4 separate regions of the Mus musculus genome follow, and all the other regions are linked to region 4. Evidence: chromatin contacts called from public ChIA-PET and HiChIP or PLAC-seq data. All regions are on one chromosome and are shown on one strand. Each heading gives the region's core, a stretch centred on a gene start, on an enhancer-like site or on the middle of the called end of the contact. The rest is flanking DNA. Distances are from core to core; before and after follow the strand shown. Region 1 overlaps Phlpp1 (PH domain and leucine rich repeat protein phosphatase 1). Region 2 has its middle 8.0 kb from the start of Gm41928. Region 3 overlaps Bcl2 (B cell leukemia/lymphoma 2). Region 4 has its middle 76 kb from the start of Zcchc2.

Evidence for each region. ChIA-PET counts read pairs in DNA pulled down with a chosen protein or histone mark. HiChIP or PLAC-seq counts read pairs in DNA pulled down with a chosen protein or histone mark.
Region 1: an H3K27ac HiChIP or PLAC-seq map of T-cell acute lymphoblastic leukemia shows a contact between it and region 4, with 13 times the contacts expected there. The contact joins two enhancer-like sites. A contact is called at or near these places in 10 of 39 promoter capture datasets (the 3T3-L1 cell line, the C10 cell line, the HPC-7 cell line and 5 more), 13 of 15 datasets of contacts at CTCF or cohesin (CD8 T cells, the G1E-ER4 cell line, the NIH/3T3 cell line and 6 more), 346 of 484 Hi-C or Micro-C datasets (the 3T3-L1 cell line, 3T3-L1-derived adipocytes, the 4T1 cell line and 164 more), 61 of 115 datasets of contacts at active chromatin or transcription factors (the 230-238 cell line, CD4 T cells, CD4 single positive thymocytes and 43 more) and 4 of 9 other capture datasets (adipose tissue, embryonic stem cells, embryonic tail and 1 more).
Region 2: an RNA polymerase II ChIA-PET map of memory CD8 T cells shows a contact between it and region 4, with 6 read pairs. The contact joins two enhancer-like sites. A contact is called at or near these places in 6 of 484 Hi-C or Micro-C datasets (the G1E-ER4 cell line, the HL-1 cell line, embryonic fibroblasts and 3 more) and 3 of 115 datasets of contacts at active chromatin or transcription factors (embryonic stem cells, large pre-B cells and memory CD8 T cells).
Region 3: a contact with region 4 is called in an IKAROS HiChIP or PLAC-seq map of large pre-B cells, with 5 times the contacts expected there. The contact joins two enhancer-like sites. A contact is called at or near these places in 2 of 39 promoter capture datasets (the 3T3-L1 cell line and pre-B cells), 4 of 484 Hi-C or Micro-C datasets (the HL-1 cell line, embryonic stem cells, neural progenitor cells and 1 more), 3 of 115 datasets of contacts at active chromatin or transcription factors (cardiomyocytes, embryonic stem cells and large pre-B cells) and 1 of 9 other capture datasets (embryonic stem cells).

What each region holds. Positions count from the first base shown.
Region 1 is chr1:106,393,549-106,396,436 of GRCm38.p6, forward strand. It overlaps Phlpp1 (PH domain and leucine rich repeat protein phosphatase 1), which reads left to right. Exons shown (of 17, transcript NM_133821.3): 17 at 1-697. Among named protein-coding and RNA genes, the nearest start is that of Gm41928, 130 kb to the right of the region's middle. Within about 2 kb of position 1,308, at least 50 of the 459 cell types and tissues checked have an H3K27ac peak or open chromatin away from gene starts, as enhancers often do. A contact at or near this core is called in Meckel's cartilage, T-cell acute lymphoblastic leukemia, pre-pro-B cells and 1 more, where this site is marked.
Region 2 is chr1:106,514,090-106,517,105 of GRCm38.p6, forward strand. No RefSeq gene overlaps it. Among named protein-coding and RNA genes, the nearest start is that of Gm41928, 8.0 kb to the right of the region's middle. Within about 2 kb of position 1,667, at least 85 of the 459 cell types and tissues checked have an H3K27ac peak or open chromatin away from gene starts, as enhancers often do. A contact at or near this core is called in memory CD8 T cells, where this site is marked.
Region 3 is chr1:106,554,128-106,557,146 of GRCm38.p6, forward strand. The region is part of intron 1 of Bcl2 (B cell leukemia/lymphoma 2); the gene reads right to left. Among named protein-coding and RNA genes, the nearest start is that of Mir3473f, 9.0 kb to the left of the region's middle. Within about 2 kb of position 1,569, at least 21 of the 459 cell types and tissues checked have an H3K27ac peak or open chromatin away from gene starts, as enhancers often do.
Region 4 is chr1:106,064,585-106,067,561 of GRCm38.p6, forward strand. No RefSeq gene overlaps it. Among named protein-coding and RNA genes, the nearest start is that of Zcchc2, 76 kb to the left of the region's middle. Within about 2 kb of position 1,382, at least 57 of the 459 cell types and tissues checked have an H3K27ac peak or open chromatin away from gene starts, as enhancers often do. A contact at or near this core is called in Meckel's cartilage, T-cell acute lymphoblastic leukemia, memory CD8 T cells and 2 more, where this site is marked.

The DNA.
Region 1 (2,888 bases), core at 58-2,557, 330 kb after region 4:
ATTTGTTAACTTCTTTCCCTAACATATCAACTGTGTAAAGACAAAGAACAAAAGGTTTAATATATTACAGAGAAACAGTTAATGATAATGTAATATTTTTAAAAATGGCTTTTGTTGTTTTGTTTGTTTGGAAGGCAGGGCAAGTTGCCATTGCTAAATGATTTAATAATATTGTAATTGTGTATTTCTTTGTGGGGAAAGCTTTTTTTTGTCTTGAAAATGGTAGACATTTGTAGAATATGGCGACTAACTCCTAGGAGTTGCTTTACTCTGTCAGGTGACTTAAGTCACTGGGAGTCACTAATTTTCTCTGAGAGAACAGTTGATTGAGAAATTTCTATTGTAAATATCTCAGTGTTACATAGTGAAGCTTAAAGTGTTTGTAGTCTTGCATAAGGACACAGCCTAAATAACTGACCCCTTACTCGCTCTGAAGAGCCTCCCTGCCCCACCCCTACGTAGCTCATCTTCAGTGTGGGCCATGTGCAGCGTGTTTCTGTGCAGATAATGTGGCCCTGTTCTCGGGAACCCAGAACCTTTTACAGACATTTTTTAATTGTGTTCCTTCCTGCTGCCACAATCAGCATGACTGTATAGAGTCCCTTATACCATCTACACATCCAGAGTTATATGGAAGCAGAATGCCCAAATGGACATGTCGTAATTTTTGTTATAATAAATATGAAATTTACAAGTACTGAATCTATCTGCTTTTGTCTCAGCATCCAGGTGTGTCTCACAGCCAAACCAGTTTAGGATTAGAAGGAATAGATGGGGGTGAGATTAACCAACATTATGGTTTGGGGTTTGTTTCCTTAATAGTCAAGTTCAGCTGCAGTGAATGAGGTAGTAGAATCGACCTTCTGGTCAACCGCACACACAGCTGTTGTTACCCTTTTCTTTTTATGATTATGCAAGGTAGTCCTCACTGGAAGAGAGGACTGGATGGGGACTGCATAGAGGAGAGCCCTGCAGAGAACCTGCAGACCTCCTACAGAACCAAGATGGGTTTCAGCTCTTCCAGGAGATCACGTGAACAGGTCCATGCACCTTCCATTGTAACTGTCAATTAAGAGCTGTATGTGGAAGGCAGGTGGCATCCCTGTTGTCTCCCTTCAGGTGTGCCCTCAGTAGTACTTGGCCAGCCCAGACTAATGGCCGAGCCCACAGAAGAAGAGGTAGCTCACTCCAGCACAGCACTGGACCCAGTAGCTGAAGAAACTGTGTTTCCCAAGTGTGGAAGAGGCCTTGTGCCTTCAACTGGAAGTCGAGTCATCCCAGGGGATGATCCTGCCTGACTCTCTAGCCCTTCCCTCCCTTACTGTGCATCATACCATGTGGGGCATAGGTCACATAGAAACCACACAACTTCCTAGTGCTCCCCAGTGCCTTATTTCCTGTCCAGCTTCCAAGTCATCAGTGCTTAAATCCCAACTCTGGGTAGAGTTCATCTTTGTGGAGGAGGCCTAGAGCACACAGTGTGACTCTTTCAGAGGGGTCAGAACCTGTGGAGGCTGGTGAACAGAGTCAGTACTTGTAGACTCCATGACAGCATCTGAGGCGGCTACACAGCAGAACCAGCAGACGTGGGAGAGAGCAGCAGGTTAGATGCTGTGTTTGTGCATCCACAGTCCTCTGGCATTTACATCTCTGTCCGTTCTGTCATTGAGACATTGTGCACATCACACGCGTGGAACTGTGGAGAGAGAAGTTCTTTTGGGGGACTTGGCAGTACATAGTACTGTAGAGGAGAAACTTTTATGTTGCATCCATGTGAAGGGACTAAAGAGGCACAGACATACTGGGAAGTCTCCATGCTCTTATGTAGGAGCCTCCGCAGTTATTTCCTAAGGTGAATTTATTCACTTCTGTTTACCAAGATACACTCTAATAGTGTATGTGAAGGTGCTTATAAATCTGAAGTGGATTTTGAGCTTTAAGTATTTTATTAATACTTGAAGACCCCTAAAGCCATGATGTCTGCACAGGAGAAAGGGTTGCCCTGAGGCTGATGACCTTGCTGGGGCCAGGACACCAGTTCCTGTCAGATCAGCCACCTACTAGCAGATACAGGCAGCCTCCAGGCTTCCTGCCCTTACCCATCAGGCCAATCTCTGGCCAGGGCCAGACTAGTGTGGCTGCTTTCTTTTGATTGCTTTTGTTATAGCACCACCTACTGGTGAGTAGTTTGGGGGCCAGGCCACCGACTCCATTTGGACTGAAGAAACTGTTTAGCAGTTTTCTTCATGGAATAGAAAGTAATCCTCACCACTAATTAAGTGTGGCAGAGATGCTGCATTAAATCCTAGCGTCTGTTGTACCTTGTACCAGTCTCTGCTTTACAATGTGGTATCATTGGTGACTACTTGGTTCCTATAATAGGAAATTTAAATAACATGCGACCAGAATTATAATCGATCCAGCATTTGTCTACCCTTGCCTTCCCTGGGGTTAGAAAACAAGGGAAAACAGAGAGCATTAATGGTATGCATGCAGTCTTACAGAGTAGATATGTGATGTCACTACTGGCTGTAACTAAGGGAGGGGGGAAAAAAGAAAAAAAAGCCCCATTGGCGTAATGTTGACTCTCATCAAAGGGTCTTGAGTCCTTCCCTGGTGCTAAGCAGAATAATCGCTGAAAAGTGGGGTTATATTATCTGTAACTGCCTCCCGAGTGACAGATCGGAAACTCACTAACGCCTTCCATGTAAGTTGTCACTATTCCAGCACAGAACTAGGCTGCTCAGAAATCCGGGAGCACGGCACAAATGCTTCAAGTGGCGAGTGGAAGAGAAGACTCACTTCTCTTGTGGGGGAGCAGACTCACTGTCGCTGGGGGAGCTCCCAATATCTGTCATTAAATACTACTAGTTTCTCTCTTTCAGTTC
Region 2 (3,016 bases), core at 417-2,916, 450 kb after region 4:
AACAGAGGGAAGGAAGCCAGGCAAACATTAAACAACGTTGGCTGTGCTGGATCGTGTTTATGCCAGGAAAAAAAAAAAAAAAAAAAAAAAAAAAAACAGAATAAGATTGCATGATTTAAAGACTATTATGCCGCTGAAAGAACCTAAAAAATGAGCTGCTCTCTCTTTGGTACTTACTCCACACCCAGCTCTGTGAGAACAGTTTCGTGATGCTGTCAGTCCCATGACCACCCATGATGAGGTGTTTTGTACCATTGCCTTGATTTTAGACCTGAGAATGTGTGGCTTCTCCTACGTCTGTCAGAAGGGAGCCTCCCCAAGATGCAGCAAACCCAGCCAGTCAGCGAGGCACTGTGATGGTTCTTTGTCTGAGCTATTCTTCTCAACAAAGACATCAGACAATGACAAGCACAACAAAGACAATCCTGGTAGAGCAACAATGGGGCTGGGATGTAAAATGATGCACCCAGGCATTTCTGTGGGTCTCAGAAGTGAGGACCACTGTCAGTCAGCAGTTAGTTATGTAAGCCCTGAAGTCACAGCAGCCTTCCTCCCTCCAGGAAAGGCAGGCAGAAAGCTCTTCATCCAATAGGCTTAAGAAGGCAGGACAGAACCTTCCCATCCCCCTGAAACCCCATGGTAGCCCAGATAATTCAGTACTTGAATTTTTGTTAAACCTACTTCTCTTAATTATGTTTCTATTGCTGGGATAAACACCACAAATAAAAGCAGTTTTCGGAGGAAACCGGCTGATGGTCCATCATGAAGAGAACTCGGCACAGGAGCTCAAGGTAAGAACCTAGAATCAGGAACCGAAGCAGAGGCCATGAAGGAACATTGCTTACTGGCTTGTTTCCCATGGCTTGCTCGGCTCACTCTCTCTTATGTTTCACACCCACCTGCACAGGGGTGACACTGCCCCTACGAGGCTGGGCTCTCCCACATCAATCATTAATTAGGAAAATGGCTCACAGGCTTGCCTCCAGGCCAAGGTGATGAAAGCATCTTCTCACCCACGGTTCCTTCTTTCTAATGATGTCTAGATTAATGTCGGATTGACAAAAACCAACATGCACACTAGTAGACTTTTGGGGTGTTTACATTGCTTAGAACTAACTATTCATTTACCTGTTATTTGTTGATTGTCTCCACAGTCCAACCAGAGGCCATACTGTGGAGACATATGGTAAGGTCCTCAAATGACCCTGGGACACACACAGGTCCAAGTCAAGGCTATGGGAAGTATTATGAAGGCAACATGGATCCTGGCTGTCAAGGGCCACGTTCTTTCTGAGTTTAGGGTTCTGTTGGTAGTACAGAAGAAGCATGCCAGGGATTTAGGTCACATATTGAGAATCTTATGACTCTGAAGCCTACTTTGTTACTTCCTTCCATCTAAGTACTAGTTAGGCTCAACGCTGCCCAGCTTCCAAGCCCAGTATGTTCAGAGTGGCTGGGCTGCCCTAGACTTATAATGCTGGCTGGCTGTACAGTAAGCACAGCCTCTCTCACCTCTTGGTATTCCTGCATAGCCACCCCCTCCGTATCCCTGCACAGACCTCCCCTCCCCCCCCCGTCAGTATCCCTGCACAGCCTCCCCCACCCTCAGTATCCATGCCAACCCCAGAGATGAGTGATTTGCTCCAGTTTTGTCAGTTCAAACCACATCCTGCCCATTTCCACTTTCCACAACCGGCTCATGACACCGGTGACTCTAAGATGTGGCAGGCTTCTGGGCCAAGAAACAGCAGAGATCTGTTTCGCAGAAGTGAAAATCATCTAGTGGTCACCCATCAGGTAAGCTTTCCCTCCCCAAGTCCCCCATCTGCAGATGAGGCTGACACTCAGCCTGCGGTCACCAACTTAACCATAGCTTTCCCCTAAAGGAAAGTTAAGCCTGAGGCAGGAAGGTCAGTGGTGCACTCACGAAGGAGCTACACTCATCTGGTTCAAGGCCTGAAGCCAAGAATGTAGCCTCCCATAGTTGGTAAGGACACAAAGAGAGCATCTCTTCACTTTACAGATGGGGGTGGGGGGAGTTAGTTCAGGGGCCAGACTGATAGAGGCAGAAGCTAAGCTGGAACCTCAGTCAAGTTCACTCAAAGACAATCAGTTTGGCCCAGGTCTGTGAGTTATCATTGAACTGAGGAGTTAGGTGACCAAACGATGCATCTCATAGCTGGACACTGTCTATTAAAAGCCAGCAGAAGGGCAGTTACTAGTTTAGCAAACAGCACAGAAGTCATGCTTAAGGTGTTAGGTGATCAAGGACACCAATACAAATAAACATTTTAAGGCCGGGTAGGGTGGCACACACCTGGACGTCCTGGCAATGAGGAGGTGAGGACGGGAGGATCATGAGTTCAAAGGTAAAATGAGCCATCTATCAAAAGTGTACCTTTAAAAATCAAAATAGAAATCAGAATAAATAATTTGAAGGAATTTAACACTTGAAGTGGAAGAAAAAGAGGAGGATGGGGAGACAGAAAGCAGAAGAGGAGAGGCAGGAGATGACAAGATGCAACACTCAGGAGGTCATTCTGGGCTAAAGAGGTGGCTCAGTGGCTTTTCCAGAGGATTCAGGTTAGCTTCCCAGTACCCATGTCAGGTGGCCTCACAGCCAGCTCAAGTCCACAGACATGAGACCAGACACCCTCTTCTAGCCTCAGTAGACATCTGCATACATCTACAAATACCTTTATACTCTCTCTCTCTCTCTCTCTCTCTTTCTCTCTCTCTCTCTCTCACACACACACACACACACACACACACACACACACACAGACAATTTACAATTTTTAAATAAATAAGTCAATTAAAAAGTTGTCAAAGAAGTCATCATGAAAAATAGACCTTTGAAGAATTCTTAATCCTATGATTTGAAGGAGGCGGGTGCTAGGAATGAAACTCATGGCCTTGTCCATGTTAGGCAAAAGCTCTACCACTGAGCAGTTGTTCAGCCCCTTTGCAATTGTTAAATGCATTCGAGCAAGCACTGCCATCTTCTGAATGTTCC
Region 3 (3,019 bases), core at 319-2,818, 490 kb after region 4:
GTTCTTGGTCAGTGTGCAGTCTCTTGCCAAAACTAGATGGCTATATATGGAAAGAGGGAATGAAGGATAGAGGAAAGGGGAGGGGAGAAAGATGGGTGGGTGACCGAAATCTTCTCCATCTGCAGAACCTCTAGGGCATGTTGACAGCTGACTGACCTAAGGCCACTATCCTGCAGTGAAGTGAGTCTGCCTCTGCCATGGACATGAGCAAAGTCAGGAAACCACATGGGTCCACTCACTGTACAAAGCCCACCAGTGTGAGGGGTGCTCTTGGGTACTTACTAGAGTGACTGTTCCTGTCCTCTTGCATTTTATAGCATGAAGCCTACAGAAGGTCTGCATGTATTTGCTGATTAGACTACAATGAGAGTTGAGTCATGTCTCTGGGCCTATGTGCACCAGTGATTCCTCAGTCAGAGCTGAAAGTTCTTGAGCTGGACTGGCATGTCAGTTGTCAACACCCAAGTTCCTACTTGAGACTTTCCAGTAACCCCATCTACTGAAACTATGATGCTGGACTGCTAAAATAGTAGCCAGTGAAGCAATATTTACTAAATGTCGTTGTGTACAACACTGTATTTGTACTTCAGGGGAAGCCAGTGACCACGGCTTTGTGTGACGGTGAACCGTACAGCAACACTACACTCATTACACATATCAATCCTTCCACACATGCCCACTCTGGAGCACTTCACCCTAAAGGCCTCAGAAGTTCAGGTTTGGGTAGGTGAAGGCGTTAGTGGGGGGCACTAGGTCTATCAGATTGTCATTTTTAGCGAGCAGCACCTTATTCATATATAACGTAGTTTTCATAAGAAAATTGGTGTAAACTTTGGAAGTTCCTACTTTGTGGAGGCTTTTTGCAGAGCAAAGAAGCCTGGTCCTCCTCCCTTTGATCTATCTTTGGAATCGGAGTCAAGCAACCCAGAGGGAGTCAGAGCACGCACCAAAGCATTTATCTAGTGTCTACTTCTGGCCAGACACTAAATCTGAGATTTGGAGTGAGAACCAACTACTGTGCCAGGCCCCGTAGAGTAGCCTTTATAAACAACAGGAGACAAGAGAATAACATCAGAAAGGCCCCTCAGCTTGGCCCAGGTTACAGTGAGATTTGAATCTAAGGCCATACAAGTTCTACACATAGATGTGCTTCTTCATTATGCTTTTCGTGTTGGAGGGGAAAAAATATGTACAAGAGCCAGCCCTTTGGAGATGCATAACAAATGAAACTAGGAAGCTAAGGGGGCTCAAGACTGACAGAGCAGGACAGACCCATGCCTTCAGGAGTTCAAAGAGAGTTGGGTAAGTAGCTCAGTGCTAGCTCTGCCTAGCATGCGTGGGGCCCTAGGCTCAATCCCTAGCACCGAAGGAAAAAAGTCAAGTAGAGAAAGCTGAAGATATTCAGGACGTGAAATCAACTCAGGGGTTTGGGATTGTCCTGAGACAGGTTCCAAAGACAGCTAGCTGATATCCGAAGCCGAGCAGGGAGGAATTATCCCTTGGGGCTGCATTATCAGAGAAAGGACCCTGTGACCACGGGAAACCACAAGTCATGGGGCCTCCCGTGCACACTGCAGAACTAGATCCCACGGGAATGTGTGTGGTGCACTCTGGTCTGTGGTCTGGCCCTGTTGGCTCAGACCTCGCGTCACCTTGCACCTCAAGAGTGTTTACACTGAAAGAGACTCCAATCCCAAAGGAAAAATTCTTCCCATGTAATTCAGGGAAAGCCTTCCTGCTACAGGGCTGCTTTACAAGGAATTCTGGAATTTGGAGGAGAACAAAATTTCCCTGAGTCACAAAAACAAATCCCACCTGAGACACAAAAACAAGTCCCACCTGAGACTTGTTTAGAATATTAAAACAGCTGGCCCAAGAACTTGTAGAGTGACAACTGGAGTTTACTCCTTTCTGAGAATCCATTCAGCTGTTCTGCAGAATCAAAAGGAATCGTGGCCACCATGTTAGGAACCAGTGACAACTTCCATTCTATAAGCTCCAAGGAAGGCATGTAGAGGACTGCCTTGCCACAGTCCAGACCCAGCCAGCAGCTCTCGTTCTGGAAATGTAGCCCTCAGATGAGGAAGTCTGCTCTACTGAAATACTATTCTGTATTTTTTATTATTATGCAAAGGTTTTTAAACCCCTAAGACCCTAGGCATACAGCCGTTCACAAGACCCTGCCTATATTCACGGACCTCTCCCTAGGTTTGTTTCTGAAAGGCTCGAGTTTTGAGGAGCCAGTCTGTGATTCAAGCAGTGAGACCTAATGAGCCGTATCTGGAGTCGCATGCGTGTTAGAACATGTTCAGCATAAGGTCTCTAATGCACCCAACTGAGGAGAGAAGTGGGAAGCTGAGTTTGGGGCTGGCACATATTGGTATGTAGACAGTGGCCATGAGTCTCACTCCACCTCTGAATTGGGTGATAGGGGTCTGAATCCCCTTTTGCGGGTTGTTCCTGACCCAAAAGACAGGTGTGGGGGACACAATAGAGGCTAGATGAAAAGACCCAAGTGGGCCCTCAGAGGCCTCCAGACTTGGCCTTCCCCGGGCTCTACCAGTGTTCAGATGGGATATCGCTTTTATACCGCATGTGTCCCCACTCAGTCCCTTTCCAGTCTCCTCCTCTGCACTTGTTTTTCCATTCCATCCTTGACTCGAATTTTAAACAAAATTTTTTTCTGTATTTTGATTTCTTTCACGTATTTTCTATTTGGATCTGCTCTGACATTAGCAGGTAGAAATTCTTCACCCTTCCTCATTTAAAAGACCAAAATACTGGCTGCTTGGCACAAATAAGATCTCTTTAGTCCCAAGAACTGCTGAGTCCTACCTTCCTGGGACATCAGCCCTCTTCCAGATAGGAGGACCCTGGCAGTGGGTACTGACATAGAACTTGGGCTGCACTTGATGCCTCCCACTCTTGACAGCCCAGAAAATGGTACCATGAAAGACATGTAGTGCTAAGCACTATGGGTGCCAGTTGACAGTGGAAGTCTGACATGACGCTGAGCCTG
Region 4 (2,977 bases), core at 132-2,631:
GGAGCTTCCACTGTCTGTCAAGTTGTGGCACATGTCAGCTCACAAGGAGAACAAACTGGCTTTCCAGACCTGTTCAGGTTCATCATTAATTGAAGGATCAATTGTCCCTGCAACCTCTGATTATTGTGACAGAGCCTTTTTGTTAGGCTGTCAACTTTAATGATGATATAGCCTGGACAGTATCTCTGCGGACCGCCCATCACTTCCCACCTCCCTGTATGCTGGCTGAATGCTTTGGCTTCCCTGTGCATCTAGGTTGACACACTCTTTCAAAATATCAGCTCTTATGATTAACAACTGGGCTCCAAAGATCCAAGTCCCAGGTCTTAACTGCCAGCAATACAGGCTGGCCTTCCTGTTGGTAGGGCAGCCTTGAGAGCCTGCCAGCTGTGGGCTTTTCCTCCTTTGATCTGATATTGCTACTGATGCTTGACTGTGGGCTAGCAGGTTTAAGCACAGCCATTTGAGTGGGACAGAATCTTCACACACTATAGACTGTCTTTGTGTTATAGGAAATTTGATGACATTTAAAAATAAATCCGAGCACTTCAGCAATTTGGAAAGGACCGACTCTTACACTTGATAACACACCTTCAACTGAGGGCTCTCTCAGGCTTCACCCTGCTTCCTAACCATGATCCTCAAAACAAACTTCCAGTCAATTTTAGGATCCTCACCTAATAACTAGGCATACAAAGGCAGAACAAATTTAACTGGTTTATTTAGGATGATTAACAGAAACTCTAGTTTGAGGTCCAGCTCAAGTCTAATGTGCATGTGCGTGTGTGTGTGTGTGTGTGTGTGTGTGTGTGTGTGAGTAGGACTCTTGTAAATGCCCAAGAAGGTCACCGTACTTAATCTTCCTGGGGCCCCTGGCTGTTTCATCCTGATCTTGTTAGAAATTCACTTTGCTTTTTTTTTTCTATGCTTATTATGTATTGTTATGATGGAGAGAAGGAGGGAGGGAGGAGGGGGAGGGAGGAAGGGGAGGAGGAAGGAGGAAGAGAGAAGAATAATTTTTAGGTCCTGTCAATCTTTTGTCTTAAACACTTTGCCCAGAGATCAAACTCCTTTATCCCCTTTTCTGTTTTCCTTTGCTGGGAGTTTGTCTAGAAGGGTGTGCTTCCCAGTTGCTGCTCTAAAGACTCTAAAGAGGTCATTTTAGTCCTGGCTTCAGTAGAGAGGATGGACTGGGAGGGGTGGGCAGCCCAGCAATCTCCCTTCCTTCCCTTGGCTTGTTTATGTTTGCATAATCGGTTTTCAGCAGTAATTGTCTCATATATGAAAAGATGAGAGCTTATTTTGACAGCTGGCAGTGTCTTTGATATTAGGAGATGTCGTCTGGAGAAGTGTGAACCGAGAGAGATCGGAAGCAGCTGTTGGGCGGCAGCAGCCTGAGAGTGCAGCTGTGGGGTCTGAGAGCCAGGGTGGGGTTTGGGCTGTGGTCGGTTTCTCTGTTTCTGGTTTGTGTTTTTGCCGGAACATCATTAGGCTCCAAGAACCATAACTGTATATTTATAACCAGGAAAAACTGCACTGAAAAACAGGAAGGAGACAGAACAGAGATGTGAGGAGGAAAAAGAAAGACAGGAGAGGTGCTCAAACATGAGGTAACAGAGAAGTGGAAGCCACGAACATGGGAAAGAAAACCAGAAAGAGAAAGACAGATGGGCTAGGAGATGGCTCAGTGGGAGAAGTGCTTGAGTTTGGATCCCTAGCCACATAAAAAGCAACACACATGTGTTTGTAACCCAGGGCTGGGAAGACAGGGACAGGCATGTACTGCCAGTCCAGCTGAGCCACTGAGCTCCAGATTCAATGAGAGACTTTGCCTCAAAAGATCCAGCGGAGAGTGATAGAAGACACCCTATACTAACCTCTGTCCCCCACATGTATAAAATACAAACAAGTACACACACACACAGGCACACACATGAGCACATACACCTATGAACACTACACACATACACATGAACAACAACATACAAACACACAAACACATTCATGGGCATGCACATGCACACACATGCACACACATGAGCAGATACACACATACACATGCACACACGAACACACATAAACATACATGCATACACATGTACACACACACACACACACACACATATGCACACACACGCACACGCACATGCACATGTACACATGAGCACACAAAAAAGAGAAAAATAGAGTGTTTGCCAGAAAGCCCAATTGCCCAAGTCAGACCCTTTCTGAGATTTTGAAATTTTCCTGCTGTCTTTGCCATTCTGAATTGCATAGGCAACCACTGCCGTAAGCACGTGATCTGTGTGACTCCTGTCCTAGCATGCTGCAGACAACAACCCCTATGGTCCCTTTATTCCCGAGGCTAGGCTTTCATTTCATCACCAAAGTGAGAAATGACTGCCTGCTTTGTCATGGCTATTCATGTTTATACTCATAGGAAACGTGACTCTCTGCCAGCTGACCGGAGCTATAGCTGCCCTGGTTCCATGTTCCTACCCTAGCTATAGGCTGTAACTCTGGTTCTCCTCCCCTGTCCTCCACCTTCTTTCCTGTTCAGAGTGTTTCTTGTCAACAGCATCAGCAGCACATCCTAAGCTAAATTGTTTGTTTGTTTGTTTGCTTGCTTGCTTGCTTGTTTGGTTTTTGAGACAAGGCATAGCTATACAGGCCAGAAGAGCCTCACTATGCAGCATAAACTGGTGTGGATTTGAATCAGTATTCTTCCCTTAGCTTCCTAAAGGCTCACAAGCATGTACCACCATGACTGTAGGATTGTGGGTCCTGCATCCACTCTGCCACAGGGCATGACTGGGCCATAGGGAAGCCCCAGGACACCACTCGGAGGTGGTGAAGCACAATCTGAGGTGCAGGACACCCGGAGCTGGTTCCAGGGTCCAGCAGCCTGTGACGAGGCAGGGGCCATCTGGTTCTCAGGCTCTTGGACATCCAGGCCCCCCTGGGAGCTGCAAAAGAG